Regions from separate parts of the Callithrix jacchus genome. Here region 2 is linked to region 1. Evidence: chromatin contacts called from public Hi-C data. All regions are on one chromosome and are shown on one strand. The core of a region is the stretch at or near the end of the contact, and the rest is flanking DNA. Distances in the headings are between cores, read along the strand shown. Region 1 overlaps SPTBN2 (spectrin beta, non-erythrocytic 2). Region 2 holds the start of C10H11orf86 (chromosome 10 C11orf86 homolog).

Region 1 (2,700 bases), core at 170-2,669:
AGGGTTGTGGCCAGGCGTGGTGGTTCACACCTGTAATCCCAGCACTTTGGGAAACCCCATCCCCACAAAAAAATACAAAAATTAGCCAGGCCTGGTGGTGGCATGTACCTGTAGTCCCAGATTCTCAGGAGGCTGAGGTGAGAAGATTGTCTGAGCCTGGGAAGTTGCAGCTGCAGTGGGCTGTGAGGGAGCCACTGCACTCCAGCCTGGGGGGCAGAACAAGACTTGTCTCAAAAATTTTTAAAAAAAGAGGTGCGGCTGTGGTCCAATAAAAACTTTATAAAGATAGGCAGTGAGCTGGACTTACTGGTCCCTGCTCTAAAGAATATAGAATGGGGGCCGTGCACGGTGGCTCATGCCTGTAATCCCAGCACTTTGGGAGGCCGAGGTGGGTGGATCATGAGGTCAAAAGATGGAGACCATCCTGGCCAACATGGTGAAACCCCGTCTCTACTAAAACTACAAAAATTAGCTGGGTGTGGTGGCGCGTGCCTGTAGTCCCAGTTACTCGGGATGCTGAGGTGAAAGAATTGCTTGAACCCGGATGCAGAGGTTGCAGTGAGTCGAGATTCACCACTGCGCTCCAGCCTGGCAACAGACCAAGATTCAGTGTCAAAAAAAAAAAAATATACAGAATAGGAAGTGTAGGGAGATGCTACCTGTGGGATCAAGGAGTCCCCCAGGAAGTAGCAAGATGGCTGAGTCTCAGACCTCCTCAGAGAGGGTAGAGACCCACTGAATAGCCTGGAAATTTTCTGGGGTGTCACAGGCCAGAGCAGGTCTGGAACTAGCAAGCCAAGGCTGGCCAGCAGGAAGTGGCCACTGGAGTGCAGCAAAACTTGCCAGAGAGTGACAGCCACCGGATCTCTTGCGCACTGTGGACAGTTGAGCTGTAGGAGGAAGAAAAGTACCTGGAAGGGTGGAATACTCATCCTCTAGGCACTGTGGTGTCCCTCCACCGCCCTCTGCTGACAAGGCCTAGCATTGCGCCCGCTGGCAAAGGAGGAATGTTTACAGGGACCAGTTCCTGTGTCTAAAGCAGGACCACGATGGATTGGGGATGAGACCAGCAGTTGATAACAGGCACAGTTATCACACTATCCTGGATTTTTTTATTTCAATCTTTTAGATTCGGGTATGCGTGTGCGGGTTTGTTATAAGGGTATACTGTGTGATGCTGAGGTTTGGGGTACAATTGAATCCATCACCCAGGTAAGGAGCACAGTACTCAATAGGGATTTTTCAACCTCCGCCCTTGGATTCTTGGGTACATAAAGTTTGAGATCCACTGATCCAGCCTATGAAGGGATGCTCTTCCTGGGGTGAGCCACAGCACCAAGCAGCCACAGTGGGCTGATAGAGATGCGTGTCTCTGCTAGGTGTGAAAGTGGAAATGCAGAGCTAACAGGCCCTTCCTCCTCACGGTTGCAGATGCTGGAGTGGGAGATGGCTGTGAGAGAGAAGGAGGTGGAGGCGATCCAGGCCCAGGCCAAAGCGCTGGCCCAGGAGGACCAGGGTGCAGGGGAGGTGGAGAGGACCTCAAGGGCCGTGGAGGAGAAGTTCAGGGCCTTGTGCCAGCCCATGCGGGAACGCTGCCAGCGTCTGCAGGCTTCTCGAGAGCAGCACCAGTTCCACCGGGACGTGGAAGATGAGATTGTGAGTCACTAAGGCCAAAGACAGCAAGCTTTCCAGCCTCCCTCCTGTATGCTGGGGAGATGCCAGCAGGGCTCTGTTCCCTCTTCTCTTTGGCATTAACAATCTCCCCTCTAGGGAGACTTGGGGATGTCCCCCAGAACCAGAGATGACTGTTCCCTACACATGTGGCAGTAGCCCCAGGTGTCCCCACTCCCAGTAACCAGTCCCTGGTGCTCGCTTTGCCCTCTGGGCCTCCACTGACCCCCTTTCTCTTCCAGTTGTGGGTGACAGAGCGGCTGCCCATGGCCAGCTCCATGGAACATGGCAAGGACCTGCCCAGTGTCCAGCTTCTCATGAAGAAAAACCAGGTGAGGCAGAGGCTGAAGGCAAAAGAGAAGTTCCCAGCAGCCTCCCCAGTCTTGGACGTGTGTTTTTTAGGATCAGGCCCCACCTTGATGTTGAGTACAATCCTGGGCTTCAGTGGCTCTCTCTCCTCCCTCCTTGGGAGGGTAGGTCCTCTCAGTGGGAGAGAATGAGGGCTGAGGGGCATTACCATTGCATTCCTGGGCTAGGAGAGGAAGCAGAGGACCCAGGCAGGAGAGAGGCACAGGGGTGAAGTGTGGTCTCCGGGAACATGTGAGGCTGGGGAGGACTTTCAGCATTTTCTCTTCCGTGGCCATGGGCAGACCCTGCAAAAAGAGATTCAAGGCCATGAGCCCCGGATCGCGGACCTGAGGGAGCGGCAGCATGTGCTAGGTGCAGCCGCGGCAGGCCCAGAGCTGGCTGAGCTGCAGGAAATGTGGAAACGCCTGGGCCATGAGCTGGAACTTCGAGGGAAGCGACTTGAGGAGGCCCTGCGAGCCCAGCAGTTCTACCGCGATGCTGCTGAGGCGGAGGCCTGGATGGGTGAGCAGGAGTTACACATGATGGGCCAGGAGAAGGCCAAGGTGAGGGCCAGGGCAGAGCCCGGGGTGTGTGGCCAGTTCTGCCCTCCCGCTGACCCACCGCCTGATGTCACTGTCCCCTCCCACCGTCCCTTCCCCCAGGATGAACTGAGTGCCCAGG
Region 2 (2,700 bases), core at 104-2,603, 290 kb before region 1:
GTCTCATGTCGGGCAGCAGCGTCCACAGCCTCCATTCTGGGCAGGCTCCTTCTAAACCTTCATAGAATCAGCGTCCAAGGCCCTTACCCAAGCCCAGAGGGCAGAGAGCTGAACCCCCTTCTTTTTGGCCCTGCTGGGGTCTTCGAAGAGAGCTAGCTGCTGGGGTGGGAGGGCCAGAGCTAAGAGGGGCAGCCACATGGGACTCCAGTGAGCTGGTGGCAGAAGCCTCATTGGGCCACCCAGCCATAGTTCAGAGAGCTGTGAAGAGGTAGGTAGGTCAGCAGACACGGCAGGCTGGTCCGGGCACAGCAGGGGGGCCACCATGGCTTCCAGCATCTTTAGCTGATGGTGCCCAGTGTGGGCTACGGGGAGGCCGGCTGACTCAGAGTCACGCTGGGGAAGATGGTGACAAAGCTGTCCCACCTTCTCCTTACCTGCTGGAAGACAGAGGTGGAGTAGGTCCCACGGGCTGAGTGGTGGGCTTAGCTGTTGTTCCACCCACAGCCACGAGGTGGGGGTAGACCCCAGGGAGAGAAACACTGCTCATTCACGACCCTTTCTCTTAGAGTAAGGAGGCAGGGACCAGAAGCCGGCAGCTCCTCACAAAGGGGTCCGGATGTCCCCTTTTCCCTGAGGTGAAAGGGTCACACAGTGTACTTCCCGGGAAGTTGTACTGGCTGATCTCCTTGCCTCCTGCTCCATTCCTCTGTCCAACATACTGTCAGATTAATCTGCTAAAAACGGCTCTTACCATATCACCCTCCTCCTCTAAAACCTTCAGTGGCTCCCCAGCGCCTATGGGATAAATCCCAAATGCCTTCAGGGCCCTCTGAAATATGGCTCTGGGGTATCTCTCTCTGCGCCCTCATCTCCAGGCCACTCGGTTGTCATCTTAGTACACAGCCCCAGATGGCTCTCCCTCTGAACCTTTGCTGCCCTGAAATCCCCACCTATCTGCTGTGGCACCCTCCATCCTTCAGCCTGCAGCCATACCTGTTGGTACCACCTCAGCCACCGTCGGCTGCCTCCTCGCTGGGCTTGGATCAGCTGCTCTGTATCCCCCAGGCTACCCGGCAGTTGCTCCTGAGCAGCGGCATCTGGCCCTTCTGTGCCTCTGTCGAGGCCCTGGGACCTGGACTTCTCACGCCCCTCTCTGAGGCTCAGCGCCCTGTGGAATTGGCCCTCCAGGGGCCTCCCCCAGGGTTCCTGCAGCTTTCCATAGGAGGGTCGGGGCCCTCTCAAGGACTGGCTTCGCAGCCCTGGTCCCATAGCTCCAGAGGCTGCAGGCACAGGATGCTCCCACCCTCAGCAAGACGCTGGCTGTCTGAGGTGCCCCAGTGCCGCCACCCATCTGACAAGAGATCAGCTGGGAACAAAGGTTGGTGCTGCTGAGGTGGCTTTCATAAATCAAAGGGCAGGCCACAGGGCCAAGCATCCCTGAGTCACCTCACCACTGCCACCCTACCTTCTGAGTCAGGGAGTAAAGGCCAGCCAGGTACAGTGGCTCATGCCTGTAGTAATCCCAGCACTTTGGGAGGCCGAGGTGGATGGATCACGAGGTCAAGAGTTCGAGACCATCCTGGCCAACATGGTGAAACCCTGTTTCTCTACTAAAAATACAAAAATCAGCTGGACATGGTGGTGTGCGCCTGTAGTCCCAGCTACTTGGGAGGCTGAAGCAGGAGAATCAAATGAACCTAGGAAGCGGAGGTTGCAGTGAGCTGAGATTGGGCCATTGCATACCAGCCTGGGCGACAGAGCGAGACTCCATCTCAAAAAAAAAAAGGCCAGGCACGGTGGCTCATGCCTGTAATCCCAGCACTTTGGGAGGCTGAGGCAGGCGGATCATAAGGTCAGGAGTTCGAGACCAGCCCGGCCAACATGGTGAAACCCCGTCTCTACTGAAAAAATACAAAAATAAGCCAGGCATGGTGGCGTGTGCCTGTTATCCCACCTACCTGGGAAGCTGAGGCAGAAGAATTATTTGAACCCAGGAGGCGGAGGTTGCAGTGAGCTAAGATCACACCACTGCACTCCCGCCTAAGTGATAGAGCAAGATTCCATCTCAAAACAAAATAAAACAAAAAAAATTAGTCAGACATGGTGGCGGGTGCCTGTAATCTCAGCTATGCTGGAGACTAAGGCAGGAGAATTGCTTGAACCCAGGAAGCAGAGGTTGCAGTGAGCTGAGATTGCACTACTGCACTCCAGCCTGGGCAACAGAGCAAGACTCAGTCTCAAATAATAATAATAATAATAATGAAAATAAGAAATCCCTGAGACTGGGTAATTTATAAAGACAAGAAGTGTAATTGGCTTATGGTCCTGCAGGCTGTACAGGAAGCACAGTGGCTTCTGCTGTGGGAGAGGCCTCAGGAAGCTTCCAACCGCAGTGGAAGGCAATTGGGAGTGAGGCATCTTGCATGGTGGGAGCAGGAGCAAGAGAGAACGCAGTGGAAGGTACTGTATACTTTTTTCTTTTCTTTTTTTGAGACAGAGTCTCACTCTGTCACCCAGGCTGGTCTTGAACTCCTGGCCTCAAGTGATCTGCCCACCTTGGTCTCCCATAGTGCCGAGATTACAGGCGTGAGCCACCATGCCCAGCCTACACACTTTTAAACAACCAGATCTCACAAGAACTCACTCACTATTATGAAAACAGCACCAAGGGGATGGGGCTAAGCCATGCATGAGCATCCA

The links. A called contact is a pair of places that touch in the nucleus more often than the background predicts.
Region 2: a Hi-C map of skeletal muscle shows a contact between it and region 1, with 13 times the contacts expected there. The contact joins the promoter of C10H11orf86 here to the enhancer-like site in region 1. A contact is called at or near these places in 3 of 3 Hi-C or Micro-C datasets (induced pluripotent stem cells and skeletal muscle).

What each region holds. Positions count from the first base shown.
Region 1 is chr10:123,773,075-123,775,774 of calJac240_pri, reverse strand. SPTBN2 (spectrin beta, non-erythrocytic 2) reads left to right here. Exons shown (of 37, transcript XM_078341475.1): 21 at 1,432-1,656; 22 at 1,914-2,003; 23 at 2,322-2,582; 24 at 2,682-2,700. Among named protein-coding and RNA genes, the nearest start is that of RBM4B, 16 kb to the right of the region's middle. Within about 2 kb of position 1,419, at least 4 of the 16 cell types and tissues checked have an H3K27ac peak or open chromatin away from gene starts, as enhancers often do.
Region 2 is chr10:124,067,942-124,070,641 of calJac240_pri, reverse strand. It overlaps C10H11orf86 (chromosome 10 C11orf86 homolog), which reads right to left and starts at 1,353. Exons shown (of 2, transcript XM_009008546.5): 1 at 994-1,353; 2 at 1-437. The coding sequence starts at 1,269. The coding sequence ends at 363.